Linked DNA regions of Mus musculus: region 1 is linked to region 2. A link is a contact called in public HiChIP or PLAC-seq data. All regions are on one chromosome and are shown on one strand. Each heading gives the region's core, a stretch centred on a gene start, on an enhancer-like site or on the middle of the called end of the contact. The rest is flanking DNA. Distances are from core to core; before and after follow the strand shown. Region 1 holds the start of Yipf1 (Yip1 domain family, member 1). Region 2 overlaps Acot11 (acyl-CoA thioesterase 11).

What was found. HiChIP or PLAC-seq counts read pairs in DNA pulled down with a chosen protein or histone mark.
Region 1: an H3K27ac HiChIP or PLAC-seq map of embryonic stem cells shows a contact between it and region 2, with 5 times the contacts expected there. The contact joins the promoter of Yipf1 here to the enhancer-like site in region 2. A contact is called at or near these places in 1 of 39 promoter capture datasets (embryonic stem cells), 1 of 484 Hi-C or Micro-C datasets (CD4 T cells), 9 of 115 datasets of contacts at active chromatin or transcription factors (astrocytes, bone marrow-derived macrophages, embryonic basal ganglia and 3 more) and 4 of 9 other capture datasets (adipose tissue, embryonic stem cells, liver and 1 more).

What each region holds. Positions count from the first base shown.
Region 1 is chr4:107,310,364-107,316,208 of GRCm38.p6, reverse strand. Yipf1 (Yip1 domain family, member 1) reads right to left here and starts at 1,846. Exons shown (of 10, transcript NM_145550.3): 1 at 1,747-1,846; 2 at 367-446. The coding sequence starts at 397.
Region 2 is chr4:106,792,452-106,798,146 of GRCm38.p6, reverse strand. The region is part of intron 1 of Acot11 (acyl-CoA thioesterase 11); the gene reads left to right. Among named protein-coding and RNA genes, the nearest start is that of Acot11, 4.5 kb to the left of the region's middle. Within about 2 kb of position 3,701, at least 56 of the 459 cell types and tissues checked have an H3K27ac peak or open chromatin away from gene starts, as enhancers often do.

The DNA.
Region 1 (5,845 bases), core at 597-3,096, 520 kb before region 2:
CTTGATTTCCTTAGTGCCTCGGTTTCCTTACTGAAAAGACAAGCAGAATGATTACTTTAAAAAGCCCGATATGAGAAGGATTACATGAGTCGTCCCCTGTAAAGTGTTTACAACGGTGCCTGCACAGCGAGTGCTCAGAAAAGATGAGGCAACTGCTAACTCCTAGTTTTTGCTGCCTGCTGCCCATCAGAAGAGTTCCGTGAGAAAAATAAGCAAACTAGAAAAACCTGGGCGTGCCCAACAGCCTCTTACCAAGATGATTGAAATAAAATCCTTTACAGTATGGCATGTGGCAGTAATAAAATTTGTAGCTGTGGCAGAGGAAAATGTGATCACAAGATAAAGGGGGAGGCCCGCCTGCCGTACCTTCAAACTGTAAGTCATCCACAGCTGCCATTCAGCCAGAGGCTCTTCTCCCAAGGGTAAGGTAGAAAACGTTCCGGGGTCTAAAACAAAGAAATATGTAAGCTTAGGAAAATGGAACACTCTGCAAAAAGAATTCATAGTAAAAGAATTTTGAGAGCCAGCTGTAGTGGTAGTGCATGCCTTTAACCTCAACACTGTGGAGGCACATCTCTGTGAGTTTAAGGGTGGCCTGCCCCACATAGTGGGTCAGAAACTAAAAATGATTACTACCATCTCTTTATCTTCTGTGGCTATGGGATTCAGTTCTTTCCTTCTACCTTAGGGACCCAGAATGGGACTAGGACCATGCTTGGGGACAGCCACCTTTACCTGCTGAGCAATCCCTCCCCCCCACACACACACTTGCCTACTCTTTCAACGGGGACTGATAGTTTATATAACTATCACAGGTCATACAACTTGATATTTATATTAATATAGCTCAGGAAGAGAGTTGGTATAGAGCTGAGCAGCCTCTCGGAGTTAAAGAAGAGGAGTGAGCTGGAGAATAAGGGAACTGCACCTGGGAATAGAGTATGTGACGGGTGAGAACTGAACACAGGAGAGTCGAGAAGCACTCAGGACTCTGTGAGTGGATGTCCAGCCCAGCCTGTGATCAGGACATCTGTGAGCGGAATCCACCCAGTGCAGGGAAGAACCATCCAGAGCGACACTGGACAGCCTACAGAGGAACCGAAAGCTGGTGTGGTAGCTCATTTGAATGTTTGCCTAGCAAGTACAAAGTCCTGGGTTCAATACTCAGGACCTACAAAATCTGGTGCATGCCGGCGATCCCAGCACCTAGGAGACGGAGGCAGGAGACTGAGTAAGTTTAAGGTTATCCTAGACTATCTGGTGAGCTCGGAGACCATGAGTTAGAAGAGTGTCCTATCAACAAAAAGAGACTGGCTGCGGGGGACACTCGCTGCCGCGTGAATGTTTAGGGGCCAGATGCAGCCTGGAGATGGAAGAAAATGGAAGGGGAGCCTAGGGTTTGGGAGAGGTGGTGGGGAAAGCATTCCAGTGCAGCCGGCTTAAGGTCCCAGACAGACCTGGGTTTGAGTCCCGATTCTGTTGTTTCTCTGCTGTGTGTGCGCTCCTTGAGGCTCCCCATCTGTAAAATGGGTTCGTGAAGGTGTCTAAACCATTCTATAAGGTAGTGCGTGTAAGGAGCTTAGCGAAGAGCCAGGCAATTAGTAGCTCTTAACTGTTAGCGACCCTGCAGTCAGGGATCTAGGGATGCACAGACAGGGTTTGGGTGGTGGTGGGGGATGCTTGAGCAACAGAGGACAGGGAGGGTAGGAGATTCCCCAACTGACCCAGAAGCCCTGACGCCCTCACCTCTCAGGAAGAGGTCCAACTGTCCAGGAAAGGTTGGGGCCTGGGATGCTCTGCACTGGTAGCCGGTCAGTCCAATCCCGGAAGCCGGAGATCCGGGGGAGGGTGTTAGATTTCTCCGCCTCCTCCGGGCAGAGCACCGCCTCCTCTCTTAAAGCAAACGCGGTCACCCAGCGAAGACTCGGAAAACGCGGAAGACACCGGAGCGCCAAGTAACTCGGTGCTGAGTCCCGCCCTCTCGGTGGTCTTAAAGAGACAGGCGAAGTGGGGCGAATTCTCAGGAGTTCGGGAGTGTTTTACTCATTGTTTATACGTTTTACTTATGCAAAGAGAAAAATGAAAAAGAAAAAGAAAATAGGTCACCAGTTCCTGGTTTCTCTGGCCATGAAAACTTAACCAGCGAGGAAGGCACCATAGCAGATGGCTTGTGAATCAAAGAAGTTCTTTTGTCACTGTTCACAGAGGGCTGGCCCCTCAGCTGTACCACCTAGGTGTCTGACAGTCACCTCGAAAACAGCAGGACTTAACAACATTGGCATAGTCTGGCAAGCGACCTTGTGGTTTGCTTCCTACCTGGACCTCCAGGCTTGGAAAACTGTCTCCCCCTGCCCATAGGGGATGCTATCGTCTCCTCTGGGACTCCTGTTGCTCTGCTAATCCCCTGGGCTTCACCCTGCTTTGGCAATGCTTGCCTGAATTCTGTTTGCTTATCTTTGCCAGCCTGTGAACACTGAGAACAAAAAGATCCGGAATGGTTCTAGTCTCCGGGTGGCCAGTACCAGCCAAGGCAGTAGCATACAATTACTGTTCACAGTATTCTATCACGGACTGAAAGGGTCCCTAGACAGTTTTTGCTGTCTGGGAGGGAGCAGTGTAAACAGCAGACACTTGATTCACAGCTCATACAAGGAGACCAGTGTCTTTAGCTTCACCTGCAGGGTACTTCCAATTTGACTTCTAACATACTCTGAATATCAGTCATGATTGATAATGTTTTTTTTTCTTTTTAAAAAAAGAGTTGCTTATTTATTTTATGTATGTGAGTATGCCACTGTCTTCAGACACACCCCAGAAGAGGGCATTAGATCCCATTACAGATGGTTGTGAGCCACCATGTGGTTGCTGGGAATTGAACTCTGGATCTCTGGAAGAGCAGTCAGTGCTCCACTGAGCCGTCTCTCCAGATAATGTTTTCCTAACTGGCAAGCTGTCAGGTGTAATAACACACATTAGTTAATATAATTCATATGGAGGGGCTTTGTCTATGCAGGACCTCCAACTCTCAGAACAATGCTGCAAACCCGAGGGGGGCGCCCTTATTATATAAGGGGGTAACTGGGCTCAGAGTGCATGTGGAGCACTGTTGTTGAATGTCCGGAATGAACATCAGCTTATGAACTCAGACGTGCAAGCATGCCCAACACCTCTTCTGTCTCACATTCGCTCATTTGCTGCTAACCTCACCCCCACTGATCTTACTCCAGCTACAGACCCTGAGAAAAGGCCACCCCAAATGCTCGCTATGGGCTCCTCATCTTCTTCATGACCAAAGCAACTTGGCAGGGAAAGAGTTGACGTGGCTTACACGTCCCAGTCCTAGTTCATCACTGAGGGAAGTCAGGGCACAACTGTGGAGGAATGCTGCTTACTGGCTTGCCTTCTCACACCACCCGGTACCACCTGCCCAGGGGTGACACAACCCATAGTGGGCTGGGTCCCACCACATCAATCATCAATCAAGAAAATGCCCCACGGACTTGCCTACGGGCAATCTGATAGGGGCAAATGCTCACTTGAGAGTCTCTCCTGGGGGGGCTTAACCCAATGATGGGGTTCCAGGCACACATAACCATACCTAGCCCTTTATGTGGGTGCTGGAGATTCGCACTCGGGTCCCCATGCTATGACCCACAAGTCATCCCCTCAGCCCCAGTACCCAGCCTTTGGAACCAGTGCACCCGAGTCAGAAAGCAGCGGCAGCCCCATGGCTGGTGATACAATGGGTGGGACATGGGGGGAGGGGCAGGCTGGCAGCATCACAATTCCTAAAGACTCTGAGAAGAGATGCACATCGAAGACAAGGTGCTGAGGCCCTGGAAGAGCAAGAGGCCAATGCTGACAATAGTTAAGAAACAGACTGGGTGCCGGGCGTAGTGGCGCACGCCTTTAATCCCAGCAGAGGCAGGCGCTGCTTGAGACAGGGTCTTGCTCTGTAGACCAGGCTGGCTTTGCATTCATAACGATTCCCCCTGCATCTTCCCCCTAAAGTGCTGGGATTAAACTGTATGATACCGTGCTTAGCCTGCAGACTAGTTTTTCTTAGCTTTATTGGAAGCCCTGAGAAAAAAGGGTCAGAGCAGCCAGCTGCCATCTTAAGGCACATTGTGGACACCATAGTGTCTCTGTAGAAACTTTGAAGGAGACTTGTTATGTTTTGTTTTGTTTTGCTTTGCTTTGTTTTTTTTTTTTTTTCAAAAAAAAAAAAAAAAAGCTGCCTGAAAATCAGTTTATTGCTAGGAGGGCCAAGTGTCAAAGAGTCCCCAAGGCAGTTTCTTAGTCACCTCCATCAAAGTACCAGCACACACAGGAGAAGTGGAAACCTGAGAATTGGATGTAGACATTTGGGTAGAAAAGCCATGCACACACAACTCCCCACTCCCATACTCCCTTGGGTCTCCCTTAGAGGCAGAAGCAATGTTTTTTCTGTTACCCGAGAAAGAAATCTCCCCTTGCTTACAGATGCTATAACAGTGCCAGGTAACTTTCTGTAGCAACAAATACCCAAGCAAACCAATTTAAGAGTGGCAAGGTTTTGTGTAAGTTCATGGTTCCCAGGGTTCAGTGTTGTAGGATATTTGATCACATTGTGAACCCCAAGATTGTGAACTGCAAAAACGTCCTCTTGTTATGGTGTGGCTCAGCCCTAGCACACACCTTTAACCCAAGACCTTTCTGTAAATAGGATTAAATAAAGTCAACCATAGGTCAAGAGGCAGGGCAAGCAACCAGTAGACAGGGAGTGAACCTAGGAAAATGCAGGAAAGAGAAAGGAGAGTCTCTGAGCTGAAGAGCAGTCAGTGCTCTTACCCGTTGAGCCATCTAGCCAGCCCCTCAAGTGAAACTTCTTATCTTCTGGCCTCCAACCCTTGCCTTCTAGACGCTTCTGCTAGGACTTGTGTAGGCTGAGACAAGCTCCTCACATGCACCGTCTGACAGGACTCTGCCTCAGGGCTCTCCCAGAGGGCCCCTCACTGCTTTATATATGTTCAGAATGTGATGGAGTTAACAGCTTAAGGACAAACAAGGTCTCACTATATAGCCCAGGCTAGCCTCAAAGTTGTAATCTTCCAGATTCAGCTTCCAAAGCATTGCAATTGCAGGAGTGTCCGTCAAAGCCTCTCTGGGAGACTCTGACTAAGGGAGATGAGCTCCAGTGGGCAAGTGTCTCTTACGTTCAGACAGAGGGAACGTGACATGTTGTAGTACTCAGATGTCAGCAGATGTGACATTTCTCTAGACTTTGACTTAGCGTTCCCTGCCTTTTCCAGCTAGTCTGTATTATGCTAATTTAACAGAAAATGTCAAACAGAGGCTGGGCATACAGCTCAGTTAGTAAAGTGCTTGCCTAGCATGTAAAAGTCCTAGGCTTAATCCCCAGCACCAGGTGTGGTGAAGCCTGGAATTCCAGCCCCAGGGAGATGAGGCAGGACCACAAGAATGTCAGGGGATACAGGAGACCCTACCTCGGAAGAAATAAGGACATAAGAGACAGTTCAGAGCCCTCTTCCTTCCGTGGCTTATTGCACCCTCATGGAGCCCCACCCTGACGGAGAAGCAGAGGCATAAGGATGAACAAGATCACTGTAGGGGCTGGAGACCCCTGGTGTTTAGAAACAACAGCACACTTAAAAACTTGAAACAAAACACAAATACAAACAAAAAACCCAAATACAAAACAATAATGGCAACAATGCATTTGACCACACACATGTGCATGCGCGCGCGCACACACACACATACTTGGACTGGGGATATCACTAAGTATGTGTGTGTGTGTACCTGTCTGTCTGCCTGTCTGTGCATGCATGCATTCATGTGTTTA
Region 2 (5,695 bases), core at 2,452-4,951:
CTTGTGATGGCTGTCAGTTGTCTTTGCTGTCAGATTGTCTGGGTTCAGGATCTGGGTATGTCTGTGAGATGGTTTCCATAGAGGTTCAACTGAGGAGGGAAACCCACACTGAGTGTGGATAGCAGATTCCTATGGCCTGGACCCCATAAAAAGAGAAAAAAGAGCACGTATCTCAGTACCAGCATTGCCTCTCTAGGCTTCCTGTCTGTAGACACAGTGTGACCACCTGACACCATCATTTCCTTACCTCTAGACTGTGTTTCCTCAAACTGTGAGCCAAAACAAGCCCGTATTTCCTTCAGCTGCTTTGTTAGGTACTTGGCTATAGCATAAGAAATGTAACCAGTACGCGCCCCACTCTACTTCTGTCTCGCCACACTTGTCCCAGATGAGGAATAACTCAGGCTCAGAGGGGTCAGTGGCCTGTCTAGGGTCACAGAGGCAGAAAGTGGCAGAGCTGGGATTTGAACTCAATGGTTCTGATTCTAGAGCTTTCTGGACACCAGGCTTAGCCAGGCAAAGGCTGGTGAGCAACATTCCAACTCCGAGTCCTGACTCAAACTCAGCTAGCATCCAGCCTATGGTGATGGAGCCTCGTGTTGAATGTGGAAACTATGCCCCAGGTCCCCAGGGACTTCACATTAGTTAAGAATGATACTGATCACCACCTTTGAACTTATGCCTGGTTGGCACATCTTGATTTTCCGTAGCATCTATTTTAATTTCCTTTGCTCCTATGGAAAAAAAAAGGAGAGTTTGGGGGCATTTTCTTTTTTTGGGGGACTGAACTATTTTTATTTGAGACAGGGTCTCGAGTAACCCAGGCTGGCCTCAAGTTTGATGAAGATGTTGCCAAAGATGACTTTGAACGTCTAATCATCAGTTCTAGCCTGGTCCAGATCAGCTACCAATGGCGCTTGGGGACTGTTTTGATGAGCTATTTGGCCCCATTCGCCTGAGACTCCTTGCTCAGGTGCTAATGTCAAGCTGATGGAGACTGGAGCCAGCAGCATGCATCTGTGCTCTGCTCATTGGCCTGGGTGCTGCTGCAGACCTTCTTATGACCCACCACTTATCCAAGTCTCAGGATAGCTGGAGGGCCCTCTCCATACTTCATCCTCCCCAGCCCAGACTACACTGAGGTTTGGGAAGTAGCCCTTGGATTAGAATCTTGCCTTTCTGTTGTTTTGAGACATTCTCACTCTGTAGCTCGGGATGGTCTCGAACTCCTGATCCTCCTGCTTCAGCTTCCTGAGTCACGGGAGTACAAGTGTGCGCTATCACGTTAGGGTCTCATTTCCAGGTCTGGGAAATTGGCTCAGTGGGTAGAGATGTGATGTACAAACAAAAAGATACGAGTTCAAATTCTAAACACCTATTCAAAGAGCTTGGCATAGCTGTGTGAGCCTGTAATCCCAGCCTTGAAGGGTAGGGACAGGCAGGTCCTAGGGACTGGCTGGGATTTCAGCCTAGAGAAAATAGTGAGCTTCCAGTTCAGTAAGAGATCCTGTCTCAAAGCAATAAAATAGAGACGATCTCAGACATGCACATGGGCATACACACCTGCATGTTCACATGTACTACACACTCATATAAAACACATGCAAACATACACAGGAAAAAAAAAACATTTTCACCCTATTGCTCACTGTGTGACTTTAGGCCAGGTGTTTGTCCCTGAGTCCCTGTGTCTAGGTGACCCTAGAAAGTACCCTAACCTTGAGTCTGAATGTGAGGAGTTGGCAAACCACACTGATGGTGGTCCTGACTGTGTGGTGGCACTCTGATGGTTGTCCTCACTGTGTGGCAGGGGTGCTTCAGGTGTGGGAGGGGAGGCCTACAGACAGAAAATGCTAATGCCTGTCATACAACAAGAGCTCAAAATGGCTGACCCCAAGGACTGGAAGAGCTTGTGGTGGTCCTAGAAGGCTCGCTCTGCAGGAGAATTGAGGACCAACCATTAACAGCTTTCTCGGGAGCCACATATGAACCCCAGCCTTAGCCATGGGCAGACACCCAAAGTGTTCTCACTCTGATGATTTGGATTTATTCTTACAAACCCAGCTCAGCCATCACCTGCCCTTTGACTCCCCATCCTCCTTGGCTCCAGAGTCAACAATGCCCCTTAGAATGTTATGCCCAGTTCTTTTGTTCCCTATGTCGGTGTTTCCTAGGGATTGGCATACCTGTGTAGGGCAGGTGCTGGAGTATGCTGACTTGTGACAGCATAGATCCCAGCGGCTGAGCTAATAGAGAGACTGTAAAGGCAGGCAAACCACGACAATGGAAGCTGGCATGAATGCTGTGAATATCAGTAATAATAAGTGCTACTTGAGTCTGAGCATGCATGAACTCAGTCCTTAGAGCTCTGAAGCAGAGAATGCTCTTGTGCCCTATATTAAAAATGCATTGGGAGGCTGGGCGGTGGCTGCTGCACACCTTTAATCCCAGCACTCAGGAGGCAGAGGCAGGTGGAGCTGTGAGTTTGAGGCCAGTCTGGACTACAGAGCAAGTTTCAGGACAGCCAGAGCTACACAGAGAAACCCTGTCTCGAAGAACCAAACCAAACCCACAAAAAAAAAAAAAAAAAAAAAAAGGATGAAACAAAACCAGAGAGGTTAAGTCACCTTCCAGAGGCCACACAATTGTCAAGTGGCACTGAAGGGCTTTAAACTCAAGCTCTCTGGGGAGCAGGGACTGAGAGGATGGGGGCGGGGTCCTAACTAGGTGGTATCTGAGCAAGGGCCTGGAGGCTGAGGAGGTGGGTCTCAGGGAGGCTCATCCAGGCAGAGGGAACTGTTCTCTTGTAGGATTTAAGGCAGAGGAGTGCCAGGTATCTGAGCTGCTGAATAGACTCTCAGGAGTGTAGAGTGGCCTGAGCCAAGCTGCCAGTTGGCTGAGGTTGAAGCCACGGTAGTGGCCTTGGGTCTGGGTTGGTGTTTGGAGCATTGTGGCTATTTTCTGTGAGCTTTCTGGGGGTTCTCTGATCCCTGGCTTAGTTTATTTTTTAGTTATTTCAATCTTTGAAATAGGGTCTTATCATGTAGCCCTGGCCGGCCTGGAACTCCTTATGTTACCATAAGGTTTGGCCTTGAACTCACAGAGATCTGCCTGCCTCTGGCTCCCCAGTATAGGGATTAAAGGAGTGTGCCACCGTGACCTTGTCTTCATTGATTGACTAGCCCCCAGTGGTCCTAGTTACCTTCCTGTCTCAACAGGAAGTTGTGTTAGGACCATCCAGGAGCTCATGAGGCACTGAAGGAGGTGCCTGGGCTTGGGCAGTTGCTAGCCTGGGGCCATATTCAGCTTCAGTTTGACTGTGGAGGCAACCCCAGTGAGTGGACTTGCTGTCATTCCTTGTACACAGAGTGTAGGTGGGGGGGGGGACGACCCAGGCTGTCTGAGCTGACCCCATAGCACACATGACAGAGTCTGAGCCGCAGTACTACCACTCATCTATGCCTAGGGCTGTAGTGCAACTATGTTGCCTCTTAGAGCCTTGGGAGAGCTGCCGGCTACTTTTGCTGGAGAGTGGAAGGGTCCAGAGATCAGCCTCAGAGGCACCAACTCACTTGGCCTGTGTAGGCTGCAGCCTGCTCCGTGAGCCAGATTCCACGTCTGCAGGCCTCTTTGGGGTAGGCTACAGAACTTGCATGTCACTGGCGGTGGTAAATAATCATCTCCCGTTTCTTATCTGTCTGTGGGTTTCCTCTGTGGTTCAGTGACGGGGCTTGTCAGTCAGGTGAGATGGTAAGATGATGGTGTCTGCTGAGCCTCTGCTAAATGTCCCTAACTGCTTTGTGAGGCTGCGGTGTTCAACTGCCTTTACAAATGAGTCAAGGCCCTGGGTTTACATCACTTTGAACTATTGAACTAGTTAGAGGATTAAACCATCTTGTCCAGGGGCTGGAAAGAAGGCTCAGTAGTTAAAAAGCACTTGTTTGGGGGGGGGGCGTATAGGGGACTTTCGGGATAGCATTTGAAATGTAAATGAAGTAAATAACTTGGGGGGCGGGGGGGGGGGAGCACTTGTTACTTTTCAGAGGACGCAGGTTGTATTCCCAGCAACCCACATGGTGGCTAAAAACCGCCTGTAACTCCAGTTCCAGGGAATCCAGCGCCCTCTTCTGGCTCCACGGACATCGGGCACAGCTCTAGATGTACATGCAGGCAAAGCACCCAGGCACATAAAAACAACTAAGTTAAAAAATAATAATCTTGGGTTGGTGAGATGGCTTAGCGGTTAAGAGCACTGACTGCTCTTCCAGAGGTCCTGAGTTCAAATCCCAGCAACCACATGGTGGCTCACAACCATCTGTAATGGGATCTGATGCCCTTTTCTGGTGTGTGTCTGAAGACAGTTGCAGTGTAGTATATAAATAATAAACAAACAAACAAATAAATAAATTTTTAAAAAATAATAATAATCTTGCCTGACCGCAGCTTCAGCTGGGCAGGACCCCGGGTGCTGTGGCTTCTCACCATGTCCTAGGCTGACCTGGCTGAGCCTGACATCTTTGTCTTAGGCCTGCTCTGCCCTGTGACTGCAGGACAGATGGCACAGCTAGCTGGGTCCTCTGCCACTCCCCTGGCCACAGGCCTGTGTGTGTATCCCTGCCATTCCAGGAGTAGCTTCTCTGCAGGTAGACGGTGACATTAGAGTCATACAATGATGAAAAGGACCAGAGTACTTTGGGAACATTGGCATGAGCCAGGCCAGACCTGTCCTCTAGGGCCCCTAGGCTGATGGGACAATTCAGGTGGGTATAAACTGATAAAGACATCGTGGCTAGACTGTGGCCGAAGAAGGCTGAGGTGGCCCTCATCACTCAAGAGGGGTCCAGGTAGGCTTCTTGGAGTAGGTGACATTTGGCTTAGCCTGTAAGCTTCTCTAGGGGAGGAGACACTTGTGGAGGGCCAGGAAAGAGCCTGTCTGACAAGGAAATGGTGTGTGACCCCCTGAGGACTGGCTTTCTGGCCCCCTTCCATATGATATAGGTATCTTTCCAGGAGCTTCCTCGGGAGCCTTAGTCACCATCAGTGGGTCATAAATTCATCAATTAATGCTACTCGAGGCAGCCCTCAGTGGGCAGGGCTGTCGCTGGGAGGGAGAAAAGTAGGGCCTCAGCTTTACATTCGTGCCTTCGGGATGTTCTGTAGACAACCCAGCTTTAGCTTTAGTCCAGTGCTGGAGGGAAACCTGTCCCTGTCAGGATTTATGATTGCGTACTGAACTCCAGTAGGATGACTGTAAGGGCTGCCACACAGTAGAACTGTTGCCTGCTGGTCTGCTCTCACCCGCCCTCCACTCTTATCCTTGCTCCGTATTTGAGACCTCTTGGCCTTGAACTATGTGGCCGAGACTGTCCTTGAACTCCTGATCATTGTGCCTCCAACTCCCAAGAACTTGCTTATAGGAGGGCATTACTGTTGGCTTTCTTAGGGTACTTCTTGCCTCTTCATGTGGACATTTCCTTCACAGTTAGAAAGTTCTGTATGAACCTCACCTTGGCTCTTCAGAGACCTAGGAAACCAGCCCCAGACTGGGGGCCCAGAGGAGACCTTTGTTCCACCTGCTCACTGGGGACCTATGGGTCCATTCTCACATCTGTCTCTCCACTCCTTGGCCTTGTCCTATCTGTGACATGAGAACAGGCTGTGATCCACCCTAGGGTGTGGTCTAGCTTGGGTCAGA